Linked DNA regions of Sus scrofa: region 2 is linked to region 1. A link is a contact called in public HiChIP or PLAC-seq data. All regions are on one chromosome and are shown on one strand. The core of a region is the stretch at or near the end of the contact, and the rest is flanking DNA. Distances in the headings are between cores, read along the strand shown. Region 1 holds the start of ARHGEF40 (rho guanine nucleotide exchange factor 40). Region 2 holds the start of KLHL33 (kelch-like protein 33).

The links. HiChIP or PLAC-seq counts read pairs in DNA pulled down with a chosen protein or histone mark.
Region 2: an H3K27ac HiChIP or PLAC-seq map of skeletal muscle shows a contact between it and region 1. The contact joins the promoter of KLHL33 here to the promoter of ARHGEF40 in region 1. A contact is called at or near these places in 1 of 5 promoter capture datasets (liver) and 1 of 2 datasets of contacts at active chromatin or transcription factors (skeletal muscle).

The regions. Positions count from the first base shown.
Region 1 is chr7:78,065,023-78,071,505 of Sscrofa11.1, forward strand. ARHGEF40 (rho guanine nucleotide exchange factor 40) reads right to left here and starts at 2,524. Exons shown (of 26, transcript XM_021099307.1): 1 at 2,404-2,524. The coding sequence starts at 2,406.
Region 2 is chr7:78,466,641-78,473,123 of Sscrofa11.1, forward strand. KLHL33 (kelch-like protein 33) reads left to right here and starts at 3,610. Exons shown (of 6, transcript XM_003356720.4): 1 at 3,610-3,682; 2 at 4,023-4,790. The coding sequence starts at 4,043.

The DNA of each region.
Region 1 (6,483 bases), core at 1,274-3,773:
CAGTCAGCTCGGAGACCTTGGCTTTGGAGATCTGAGGAGACTTTTTCGTGAATGTGTCTGATCTGGGCCGAACCTGTTTCTTGTAAATTGGAGCGACTGCCTAGGCCCTCCTCAGGAAGAAATAGGCCCCTCGCCATCAGGACAGTCACTGATGTCTCAGCTCGGGAGGGTGGAGCCCTTTTTTATAGCCATCCTACAAGTAAGTCCCTGCTCACAGGGCCTACTATCCAGGAACCCCCATTTTAAGGGAAGATGTCATCACCCATGAACAATCACATGCTAGAGATGGTCATTGGGTGGGAAGAAGGTGGACTGAAGGGCTATCTGCTTCGAGTCTTTCTAGCACCCGCCCTCCCTCTCCAGACCAGCTCTAAAGCAATCACCCATTCCCAGAGCATGTGGGATTGGGTTACAAAGACCTGGGTGGGTGGGGACAGTTGAAAGAGGAGAAAGTCACAAAAGGAACTTGTAGGAAAGTGAGGAGAAGGGCTTGCTGGTAAGTATTAGAACTGAAACATTTTCTGATTTCTGTAGGGCCTCTCTGCCAACCTGCACTGGGAGCCACCCTCTCAAAAGTCAGCCTTGCTTCCTCCAGACTCACTTCCCTAAGTGAAACAACTGGATATCTTTCTCCATTTCACACCCTAAACAACCACCCCTCAGGCTATTCCTTTGCAAACTTATTTCTCTTACAAGGTGGCTTTGAAATTCCTTTTATCAGATTTCTTTGCTCTAACTGCCCAGTGAAGTGTTTATCTAGTTCTCTACTCCCCTTTGCTCCCCACCCCCACCCCGCCGTCCGCCGCCTTTGCCTTCAGGACAAAACTGCACGTTTTCCTTTGAGTCCCTCCAGCCCAGAGTGTTGCCCGCCTGTGCAGACCGACTGAGAAGCGAGGCGGCCAGTCCAGAGACCGACAGTCAGTGCGTCAGCACAGAGACCCGGCCCCAAGGTGTGTGGGCGAGCAGACAGACCCCCCAGTGTTCCGGGGACCCGGCCAGCGCTGGGAGCGTGGGTGGGGGGAGGGTGGAGATGGGCGGGGGGTGAGGCAGAGTGGGCCGTCCGCTTGGAGGCCTGGAAGGGGGAGCTAGAGCTGGAGCAGCGAGGCAGCTGCAACCCATTAGGGGCGGTGAGCTCATGGCTGAGCGAGAGTCTCAGCCACAGGAAACGGCAGCGGCAGGAGGGGAGGAGGGGTCGGGGTGGGAGGCGGCGGGCAGGAGCTCAGAGACCGGGCCTTCAGCCGGCCGGGACCAAAGAGGAGACCAGAGAGACTGAGTCAGCTCTCCCTGGCTCGGTTCCTCTTTCTTCTCATTCCAGCCTCTCGGCCAGGGGGTGCCCTTCCTTCTGTAAAGAAGCAGCCGGGGTGGTGCTCCTCCCCCTCCTCCACTCCCTCCGATGAGCGCCCCCTGGCAGGGCCTCTCCCGCTCCACTCCCTGCTGTGAGCGCCCCTTTGGCCGCGCCCCCCCCAATCCCTCCCGCAGTGGGCGCTCTCCCTGGCAGTGCCCACACCTGCAGTGACTCTTCAGAGAGTACTTTTGGAGTGAAAGTTCACAGGATAGTGTCCACTCCGGTTGGTATGGGCTTCCCTTAACAGGGCTCTCCTGATTCCTGTGCCCTGAGTTGCTGTTGCCTGGGTCCCCAGCTGGCTGCAGGGAGCTCCCGTCAGTTCTCCCTTCCCTCTGCAGCTGCGACTCCTGGAGACAGCGCTTCGGTTCCCTGCAGCGTGAGCTCAGGGGCAACTCCTCGCCCCCACCGCATCTCTTGTCTGATCTGGCAGCGTCACGCCCCCTGGCACTGTGAGCCCCCCTCCCCATTCTGTCCACTGTTCTGAGGCAGCCTCGCTTTCTCCGCGGGAATTTCCCTTTTTGGCCAGGTCCCTGGCCCCAGCCCAGCCACAGCTGTGGCGGTCCCCCAGGGCCGGATGGGTGGGCCCGGCTCACCGGGCCTGGGGACTGGGATGGAAAATGGTGGTTCCAAGCAGGTCAGTTCTCATGACCCGAGGCCGGGCCCCTTCTAGGGCCGCTGCAGCACGAACCCGCACGGGTCCCCCGCGGGTAAGGAGCTGGGACCGGGAGGGGGAGGGAAGATCCTGCAAAGGAAGGCACAGGTCAGGACCGAAGAGGGCGAGAGGAGGTGTGTGGATTTAGGGGGAGAGACCTATGGAAGGTTGGGGGAGGGGCGGAGAAAAGGAGGAAGAAAGGAGTGAGGGCAATACCCAGTGGGGACAGAGCCAGACTGTGGGGCAGACAGACAGATCAAAGAAAAGAAGGGGGGATGGGAGGGAGGAGAGTCCCAGGGCGCTCAAGAGTTCCAAGAAGGAGCAAGAGGCACCAAGCAGGGGACTGGTGATCCCGAGCGGGCTGCGCGAAGGCGGAGGGGACACAGGGTTGCGACGGGGGACTCACCATGGCTCGGCTCCGGGCCGCGTCCGACGCTGGGGCGGGCGGGCGGGGCCGGGCGCGCCGCCGCCTCCCTCCCGCCGCTCGCGTCTCGCCGGGTCTGGCTAGGGGACAGCTCCGGCCGCGGTGGCGGCTCGGCCCGCTCGCGCTCCCAGGCCGCGGGGCCCCGCCAGGGAGGGTCGAGACGGCCGCCCCTCCCCGCCCCGCCCTTCAGTGCCCGCCTCTGCCTCCGCGCTGGACCCCCTGTCGGGACTGCCACTCCCGCGCGGAGCTTCTGGCCTCTCCCCCGACGCCCCCAGCGGATCTGCACCGCTCTCCCGCAACTCTCTTCCTTCTCCGCCCCGCCCTCCAGTCCGTAGCCCGGACCCTGACCCTCGGAGGCCCGTCCCGCCGAGGATGCCCCTCTTCCCGCCACCGCCGCGCTCCCTAAGGGATCAGTTTAGTCTCCCCAAGGGACAGTCCAAAGGCTGGAGCGTGCGTGAATTCCCTGGGGTCCCCAGCCTAGGCCTGGAGCCTTTTGGTGGCCGGAAGCCTCTAGATTCTAACTCGCCCGGGAATCTCCTCTCCCCTCCGTTGCCAGACTTCGGCAGCTCCTGGAGTTCAGAAGAGACCCCCCTCTCCCATCCCCCAGGCCCCTGCCCGCCTCCGGTGGAACAGAGGACAGGAAAATCGGGGGATTCCTCCCACTCTCCAGGGACTTGTCCGCCCTCCTCCTTCCCCTCCCATCTCCTCCAGCCTCGAGCCTTCGGGCTCCGACAATGGGCTCCTCTGTGCTGCCTGGGGAGGGCGGGGGCGTGGGGGAATTTGGGAGCGGTGAAGGCTTGGGGTGAAGGCTTGAGGAGGGGAGTGGACGTCCAGGCTGAATGCGCGCAGGGTCCCAGGATCAGGATCCTCCACTTAAGGCGTGCACTCCGGGGGACGTTTTCTGAGTTCTTTCCTCGCTGCCCCTTGCCCTCCGCATCCCCGATCTCTCCCTTAGTTAGCAGAGGGAAGCCACCGGATCCTCATTCAGCCCCGTGATCCAATACTGGATGCCAGACCCTTCCTTCTTGTGGGGTGGCGTTAGAGAGTTTCCCAAGGCCGCTAGGGCTCCGGGCGATGGGGATGGCTATCTGACGCAGTAGACAAAGGAGCAGGCTAGTTAAGAAAGTTCTAGCTTCAACCATCCTCCGCTGCGTCTGGATGGGAAACGAAGCCCTGGCGAGGGTCCCCCAGGAGGCCTAGGGGAGCCTTAGGCATAGGAGGGAGATGCCTTGCCTCTCCTCTGAGCTGGCAACGGGAAGCCCTGCAAGGGTGGGGAACATGGGGAGGGGCGCTTCCAAAGGGTGGACATTTGAGAAGATCGGAAAGCCGAATAGACTCCGCAGTGGACTTGAAGGCAAGTGCCGCTGCGGGGCTGGAGGGTGACGTTTGGAAAACGTCGTGCAGTGGATACAGTAGTTCCTACGAAGCCAGGAGGCCAGAGCCTCAGGGCAGTCTTTGGAGAGGCAGGGGTGGGGTGGGGTGGGGGGAGTGGAATTGGGGGAAAGGGGCGGGGGTCGCCTAGGTGTTGGGCTTCTTCTCTCACCTCCTCAGGATGCTAACCTCCACCCTTTCTCCACTCCACGGGGTCTGGAAAAGAAGAGAGAGAAAGTGTTCATTCTTCTTGAAAGCAAGAAGATTCCTCTGCTCCACAGCGTCAAAAAATAATCTAGGGCAGCAAACCTCAGTGACCATCTTCCCAGCAGAGTTAGAGGCAGGGAGCTGGAGCTCTTTTCCATCAATGGTTTATGGGCCCTCTAGTCCTCCAGACTCTCCAGCTTCCCTATAATTAGTGCTGAGAACCGTGAGAGCGAGATTTTGCTACCCCCTGGTGTCGGCTCTGTAAATGCTGCCCAGAGGCTGGTTACTGAGGCCAGAATTTAGGAAACTTTCTTGAGGATATATTGTCAACTTTATTCACTTGTTTGAAACACAGCTCATCCACTACCCGTGTTGACTGAAAATCTGAACCTTACCTCACCAAGTCTTACATTCTTTATACTCAAGCAAATTGGGGAACAGGTGGTAGAATCAAAGGTACCCACAACTGGGAAGTGGCATATAAATTAAGCTGGCTATAGGAGTAACTCCTGGGGGGAAAAAGGAGTGGAGCTTTTTTTCCCCCCATTGGGAAAAAGGGAGTCATTGAAAGTTTTTGAGCTTATGGGGTGAGGGATTTTGGATTTGGGATCTGGGATCCAGTTATTCCTTTCTGGGAGTTTTAATCTGTGCTAATTTAGAAAGGTTTATTTTGTTAAGTAAGGTAGCTTATAGTGGTTAAATGCTAGTTTCTCCAAGAATGCAAGCCCTTACCTAAGAGTGGATGTGTGTGTGTGTGTGGTTGGTGTGTGTGTCTCTACAAGGGAGTGTGTGTTGATGTGTTCATTTGGGGGAGATATGAAGTGGACAGATTATAATGGAGAGATTAGAGGCTGGGAATAGAGCAGGCTTAGAAGTTCTCTTGTGCATTCACAAACAGTTCTCACTATATTTCACCAACTTCAGATTCTTTGGAGTTTATTAAACTCCCATTTGACAGATGAAATTCTGACTCTTTTTTCAGGCTAGAGGTTGAATAGGAGCTGTAGCCGTTGGCCTACACCACAGCCACAGCAACATCAGATCTGAGCCGTGTCTGTGACCTACACCACAGCTCACAGCAATGCTGGATCCTTAACCCACTGAGCAAGGAAAGCCAGGGATGGAACCTGCATCCTCATGGATGCTAGCCAGATTCGTTAACCACTGAGCCACGACTCCGAAATTCTGGCTTATCAAAATTTAAAATCATGGAGTTTCCTGTCATGACTCAGTGGCAATGAACCAACTAGTATTCATGAGGATGAGGGTTTCATCCCTGGCCTTGCTCAGTGGGTTAAGGATCAGACGTTACCATAGGCTGTGGTGTAGTCTACAGATGTGGCTAGGATCCCACAGTGTTGCTGTGGCTGTAGTGTAGGCCAGCAGCTGCAGCTCTGATTGGACAACTAGCTTGGGAAGTTCCATATGCTGCGAGTGCAGCCCTAAAAAAAAAAGAAAAAGAAAAAAAAAGGCGGAAAAAAACAGAAATTTAAAAACTTGCTGTAAACTACACAGTGAGTGGAGAAGCCAGGATTTAAACCCAAGCTGTCTGACACCAGAGCCTTCATTCTCAACAACCATGTTATAGGGTTTCATTTAAGCTGTCAAGCGTCCATTAAAGAAGCGCTTTGAACACTACATCACCTTTTCCACCACCTACCCATCATGTTAAAAAGTGTTAACTTTATTTTCATAGTAGCCAGTGCTAAGAGTTTTTAAAAGTGATAAATATGTCACTATAGGTCAGAAATTGAAACCATTTTCCCCTAGATTTGTTCTAGAATAAGTAACAGTTAAAATAATCCCCAGGAAACTTCCAATATGGTTCTCATGGAGAAGTAGTGTAATATCAACATGAGAGATGGTGAAAGAAACATTTGTGTCTGTAATGTTTATTACCTGGCTTATGTGCACCAAGAGATGTAATAGCCATTCCATATAGGGTTGAAGCTTTAGACAGCTCACTAATTGTCGCCTTGGAAAGTAGCAGAGACTAGGGCTCTGCTGAGCTCCATGCCTCAAGGTAAGGACCACAAAGGGGAATTTGGGGTACAGGAGGGGACAGACTTGAGAAAACATGTTCTTGTTACTCATGCCTTCCAAGGAAAGTGGGGGACAAACCTGAGTTATTTTACTTATTTATTTTTTTAGGGCTGTACCTGTAGCATATGGAAGTTTCCAGACTAGGTGTCCAATCAGAGCTGTAGCTGCCAGCCTACACCACAGCAACAGCTGCCAGATCTGAGCAGCATCTGTGACCTAAGCTGCAGCTTGCAGCAACATGGGATCCCTAACCCACTGAGCAAGGCCAGGGATTGAACCTGCATCCATATGGATACTAGTTGGGTCCTTAACCTGCTAAGCCACCTCGAGAACTGCAAAACTTAGTTATTTTAGGATAAGAAATCTGTGTGTTTTATATACATATATTTTTCTATTTTTTAAATTTCCCCTTAGTTTTGGTTTTATTAATATTCCTTTAAG
Region 2 (6,483 bases), core at 2,360-4,859, 400 kb after region 1:
AGAGATAACAGATCTGGTGAGTACCGCAATGGCTGAGGGAAGATAGAAAACATACCAGGGAAACTGCCCTCTGGACCACACCATTGTGAGACCAATTTTTCCAAGAAGATGCTTCCTACATAAAAGAACAGAGGGAAAAGATGAGGTTTTGAGGAGCACTTCCTGGCTTCCTTCATTCAGCCTATAGTATTACCCTTCTACCCTGTTTAGTGTCAGTGGCTTAGGTTAGGTTGAGAAGCATAGGGGAATTTTTGGCCCAGGGACTTTAGGACTCAGAATGGTCTGATAGTCAACTTGTAAATGACAGACTATCAGAAATCAAGGGGTCTTAGGAGAATACATTTCTCCGTCAGCTTCCCACTGTCTCACCTTGATACTCAAAGAAGCCAGTGGCTTGTTGGTTAGGGTTTGTGAGGAGGAGGAGGGTCCCCAGCAGGTAGTTGACAAAAGGGGAGGATTGGGAAGAAGAAGGTAATTTGGGCCCGGAATGCCATGGCTGACTCCTCCCCTGAGACAGAGGGAGGGAGAGATGGAGAGGGAGGGAGGGAGATGAGTGAAAGGGAAGGAGTAACTCCACTCTCCTTGTCTCATCCTTACTCTCCTCTCTAAGCCTATAGTTCCCTTTCCCACCAATCTCTTTCCATTAAAGGATGTTGCTAAATGGGCGTCCTTTTCCTTCTTGCCTCAAACTGCAAAGTGTCCCTTCCCATGCCAGAGGGGTGAATCTCTGTAAATATCTGAGGGCAATAAACAAGGCATTTCTCATCCAGTAGTCGCATCTAGTGCTCATCCCAACTGATCCTTAGGAGTCTTCCTTACTTTCCCGCTCAAGAACTGGCATGTGGAGTTTCTCCCGGCAAAGCTAGCTAGTTTCAGGTCTGGGTCCCTGGAAATCTGCTCTATCACACACACACACACACCCTGGTCCCTGGAAATCTGCTCGCGCTCTCTCTCTCTCTCTCTCTCTCTCTCTCTCTCTCTCTCTCTCTCTCTCTCTCTCTCTCTCTCTCACACACACACACACACACACACACACACACACCTTCATGATCTGTCCACCTCTCACTACATCCCATGCTCCTGGAAGGACAGAACACAGGTCATGGATCAGAGACTTTATTGGCTGATTTGATGCCTCCATCTGACTCTTAAAATGACTTTCCCAGCTTGGAGCCACAAAAGTGCAAGCTTGCAGGGTTGGGGGGTGGGCAGCCGACTTGAGAAAAGGACATACCAAGGGAAGAGATGGGCATTACTTGGAACAGCTCCACAAGGGTCTGCAAGAAGAGTCTCTGTTCACAGCCATGGCTACTGCATTGGTGAAAGGAAAGATGATTCCAATGGAACTGCCAAGCTCTGTATCCAGGTTGTGCAAGGTAAGGAAGTAGATGCCACCTTAGAAGAGAAGAAGGAAGAGTCAGTCTGTGGTCTCAGCAACTCATGACAAGTCTGGGGCCCCTGAGAGATCATGGAGTCACAACAGACTCACCAGCCTTGACTTTGCCATTGATGGAGACTGCTGAGATAGACAGGCTGGAGACAGTAGTGATGAAGCTGAGAACAGGATAATGAGCCATGTGAGCCCTGGACTGGGATGGAAATGAGGCTCCTTTCATTCACTCAGACCATGTCCCACATCCCTTTCTATTGTCCAGCAGAGCCCTGAGCTCATACATGTGCCCACCTGAGCAGTGACCTAATGTAGCTATAGGTGGAGCATGATGCCCTAGATGTCCAGCATGCAGTGGATCAGGGGAAGCAGGGTAGAGGGGGAGGAACCAAGGTCACCCTTAGTTCTCTCCTCTCACCCTCACAGGTACTCTTGAGATTCTCCTTAGAGCAAAGATCTCTTTCCCTGACTTGATCCCCGACTTTTGGGAACCCTGAGTGCTAATCCATTACCATGAATCCCATGACCCAGCTAAAGCATGCTGGGGGGCTTTACCAGGACTGGTCCCTGGATTCTCAGGATCCTCTTCTTGAGACTATGGCTCTGCTCAGGGCTCCTCAGTAGAAGTGGAAGCCACACTGTCCCCTGGTTGAGATGGCACAGATGTGGCTGGGATGCTAAGACCTCTCCCCAGCCAGCATGTCAGCAACAAAAAGAAGAGCTAATAGGCCTGGAGGTGCTATGGGGAAAGGTCAGTCCCAAGGATTTTAAGGGAGGGTGAATGATAGCTCAAAAGAGAGGGTTTCATCCAACTTTTGGGGTTCACTGTAGGGTTTGGGTTTCACTGTGGCAAAGCAGAGCAGACATGTGGCTATGGTGGAGCCATCTCAGGACCATGGGGTTGGCTGAGAATTCAGAGCGGGGTCTAGTGTCCTTGTCTTTGTAGATGGGGCCAACCTGAGGTTTGTCTCTGAAGAATAGCAGTTCTTCTTCTTCCTGGTGGGGCCCAAGGTGTTGGCTACCTTGTCTCGCCAAGGGGAGGCAATAAGAGGATGCAAAATGTCTGAACTGGGGGAGAGGGTGCAGAGGCTGGTCAATATCACCCATTTCAATCATGGGGTGCCTCTCTCCGTCAACCCATTTAGGGGAGAGCAGCCTGGGCTTGCCCAGGGAACACTACCCTGGTTGGTGAGGGTACCCAGGCGGCAAGTGGAGAACAGGAGCATCCCTGAAAGCCTAAGGAGGTGCTGTGCAGAGCAATCCACCTTCCCGAACCTCCCCCATACTAACACCACTCATCTCACAGGAGTCCTAAGGAACAATCCAGCTTGGCTCCCGGTTGTCAGCTTGTTGGGCAATCTATTTAGCCCAGATCAGGTTTTTTTATAGGCCAGGAAACTCACACTCAACAGCCCTTGGTCTGCTCTACCTTCCTGGGAGAAGGGAGGGAAGGAAAATCGCTGCCCCTTCTTTAATTTCTTTTCCCTTGAGGGTACCTGGAACTGCAGTGAAGAATGACTGTGCAGATTTAGGGGATCTCAGGATGAGCAAGGGTGTTGTCCTGGGCAGAGAGAGTGGCTGTTGGTGTTCTTTTTGAAATAGTGAGAATGCTTGTACACACCCAGGCCATCCAGTCCAGGACACTTGTCCCCATAGCAGCAGAGATCAATCCCATATTGCACTGTCTCACCCTCATCCCAGCCACTAGCAGGATTAGACCCCTCCAGATACTTCTTAAGTCCCGGTGTTGAGTGTCTCTCTCTCACCACAGACTCCACACGGAGCAGGGATGAAACCCCTGGCCGGGAGTGGGTCTCCTATGGTCCACAGCCCTAATCCCCACCCCTTTACCTCTCCCACCCCTTTGCCCTCATTGAACCAGATGGATTATGTTTGAGTTTCACACCAGTATTGTTTGCTCCAAGGTCCCAGCTTTATCTAGAAAAATCAGCACTCAAAGACCAGGACTGACTCAAAACATATGCCCCACTCTTTCTTCCCACCTTCCCATGGGTCTGCACAGTCCAGACGTGCTTCACCCACCCCTCCATCCCAGTCCAGTGAATGTAGCCTTTTTAGCCTTGCTCACTACCTGATCCCCCGCATCCTTCCTGGCTCCTGAATTTGCCTAGCTCAGCACCAGGCTTGGCCTACAAGTGGAAGGGGGAAAGGAGGTCATCTTAGGACAGGCCCAGGGGATTGGGTGTCTGAGTTTGGGCACCAGGAGCCCAACCCCTAGTCCTCCAGCACCAGCTATAATTAGCCTGGTGGGGCCACTGACAGGGAAGCAGGGTGAGTTCCCTCTGCCATGCTGTCCAAAGTAGAGCAGGCTCAAGAGAGAGGACAAGCAAACGCTGGTGTCTTAGGGGGGTGACAATGGGATGGGGGCAAGACCGGGTTGGGGGGTGTACAGTTCTGGGTACTGGATCTTTACACATGCTTCTTGCCGTGCTTCACTGCACCTTGTGAACCTCATTAGTTGCGCTGTGTATCCTAGATGTTCAGGCCTTGGGATGGGCGGGGGCGTGTTGAAATAGGGAGAGGGACTGACATGTTGGGGGACAGGAGGCAAAGCTTCCTCTGGCCTCTCTGGGTCCAGCTCTAACCCTCTCTTCTCTTTGTTCAACTGCAGCAATCCAGCGAACCTGCGCCATGAGTGTCTCGGACTCAGCACATCGTCCTTCAGACCCAGAGCATGTCTCTCTTCCTGTCCAGAAGGATGGTCTTGGCTTCCCTTCGCCTGCCCGGAGAACCCCCTCCTGGCCTCCGTCCCCAGATGAGGATCCCAGTTTGCCCCCCTTTCCTCTGGAAGAGCCTGGCCCCAGACTTATGGCCCCAGGGAGCCTTCCCTCTCCAGCCTTGTCCCTAGAGGAAGAAGAAGAGGATGAGGACGGAGAAGACGCGGCGGAGCCCGAGGGGCTGTGCAGTGAGGAGCATCCCAGCCAGTTTTTCGCGGAAGCGCAGCGGTTGCGGGAGCAGAGGCTGCTGCTGGATGAAGAGGTGTCAGTTGGGGGGCGAATATATGGGGTGCATCGGGTGATCTTGGCTGCTGTTAGCAGCCTCTTCAGAGGCAGGCTGCTGGGCAGTGGAGGTCCGCAACCCCCCTTCAGCCTGGACGTAACCCCCAGGGCCTGGGAGGCCGTGCTGACCTTTGCCTATGAGGGGGTGCTGGGCCCCGCCCCGCAGGAGGATGTGTTGGTAGCTGCTGAAACCCTGGGAGCGCCCCGGGTGAAGGCCGTGGCCCAGAGGGGACGCCAAGGGGCTGGAAGCGCCGGGGAAGATGAAAAGCAGCCCAGCCAGGCCGAGGAGCTGAGAGAGAACCTGCGCAGCATTGAGCTCCTGTACCGAGAGGGCATCGGGTGTGACCTGGAGCTGGAGGCAGGCGGTTGCCGGCTGCGGGGTGAGGGCCTGTGGGGCGTTATATTAATGCAGGTGCATATGCTACCTGGAATTGTGTGTGCAAGCAGCAGGTGGTTCCATCCCTACCATAGGAGTTTTGATCCCCGCTGCAGACAGAATTTCTCTGGGGTGGCTTTTGGTGTCTCTCCTGAGCCATTGAAAATGGAGCATGCGCAGTTGAGTTGTTTTCCTCTGAGCACTGACAGATTTATACTGTGGCTTTTCCTGGGCCCAGTAACAAGGGATTTCCAGCCAGCTGGAAATTTTCTCCAGCTGGCGGGAGGGAAAGTTATAGTCCATGGCAGTAGAACAAGCAGGAGGTGATTAAATAGGGAGTAACCAAAGGTCCTTCTTGGTATCTTCTGTTTAAGAGACAGGAAAAGCCAGAGGAACACAGTAGAAAAATTCATAGTGTGTCCTTTTCTCTAAGTGTGCCTGACACCATAGCAGACGTGGACCCTACAGCTAATGAGCAAGATCTGGTACTGTTTTGCCATAATCTTAAGGCTACCGGGTCATGGGACTTTGAAGTTAACTCTGCTCATCACCAGGAAAGCTAAGGAGGTTTGAAAAAGTTGAGTGTTATTCAGATTCTACTAACATTTAGTGAGGTACTGGGTTCCAAGAATTTTTACACGTGCCATCTCACTTAATCTCACTGAAAACTAGTGAGTTAGATACCATTATGCCTAGGTGCAGTTAAAGAATATTAAACTCAGAAATATTAACTGGTGAGAACCAGGATACAAATCCACATCCACTAGCCCAGTCTGCTTTCACTAGGCCATGCATTGCCTCCTAGGCAGCCAAGCCAAAGACACACAGGACGGGGCAAATGGAGTCAGAGTGCAGACACGTACAAGTTTAAAATTAAAGGGCTTAGTTTCAATATTATCTAGTTCAGCTCTTTATTGATAAGGAAATCAGACTTTAAGACATTTCCAAAGTCATATATCTACCACTCATTAGAGGAATGACTGGGACCAAAGTGCTTCTGGGGCTCCTAGAAGGAAAGGAAAAGCATCCTATCTTGTCGGCTTGGGCTACTATAACAAAAATACCATAGGCTGGCTGGTTTAACAACAGAAATTTTCAGAGTTCCCTTCGTGGTGCAGTGGAAATGAATCTGACTAGGAACTATGAGGTTGCAATTTCGATCTCTGGCCTTGCTCAGTGGGTTATGGATCTGGCATTTCTGTGGCTGTGGTGCACCCGCAGCTGTAGCTCTGATTTGACCCCTAGCCTAGGAACCGCCATATGCTGCAGGTGCGGCCCTAAAAAGTGAAAAACAAAACAATCAAAAAACATCCAGAAATTTTCTTCTCATGTTCTGGAAGCCGAAGGGTGCCAGGTTCTGGTTAGGGCCCTCTTTCTGAAAGTAGATGGCTACTTTCTCACTGTATCTTCACATGACAGGAAGAGAGAGGTATTATTTCTCTTATGTCTTTTCTTATAAAGGCACTAATCCCTTTCAAGAGGGTTCCACCCACACTTAATTACCTCCCAAAGGCCCACCCACAGATACCATCGCGTTGGAGATTATGGCTTCCACATATAAACTGAGGGGTGAAGGACATAAATATTCAGTTCATAACACATTTCTAAAGGGTTTTTATTTCCAATAGCACTAGATGGAGGGGAAATTTAAAACATAGCTTTGGAGTTCCGGTCATGGCTCAGCGGTAATGAACCTG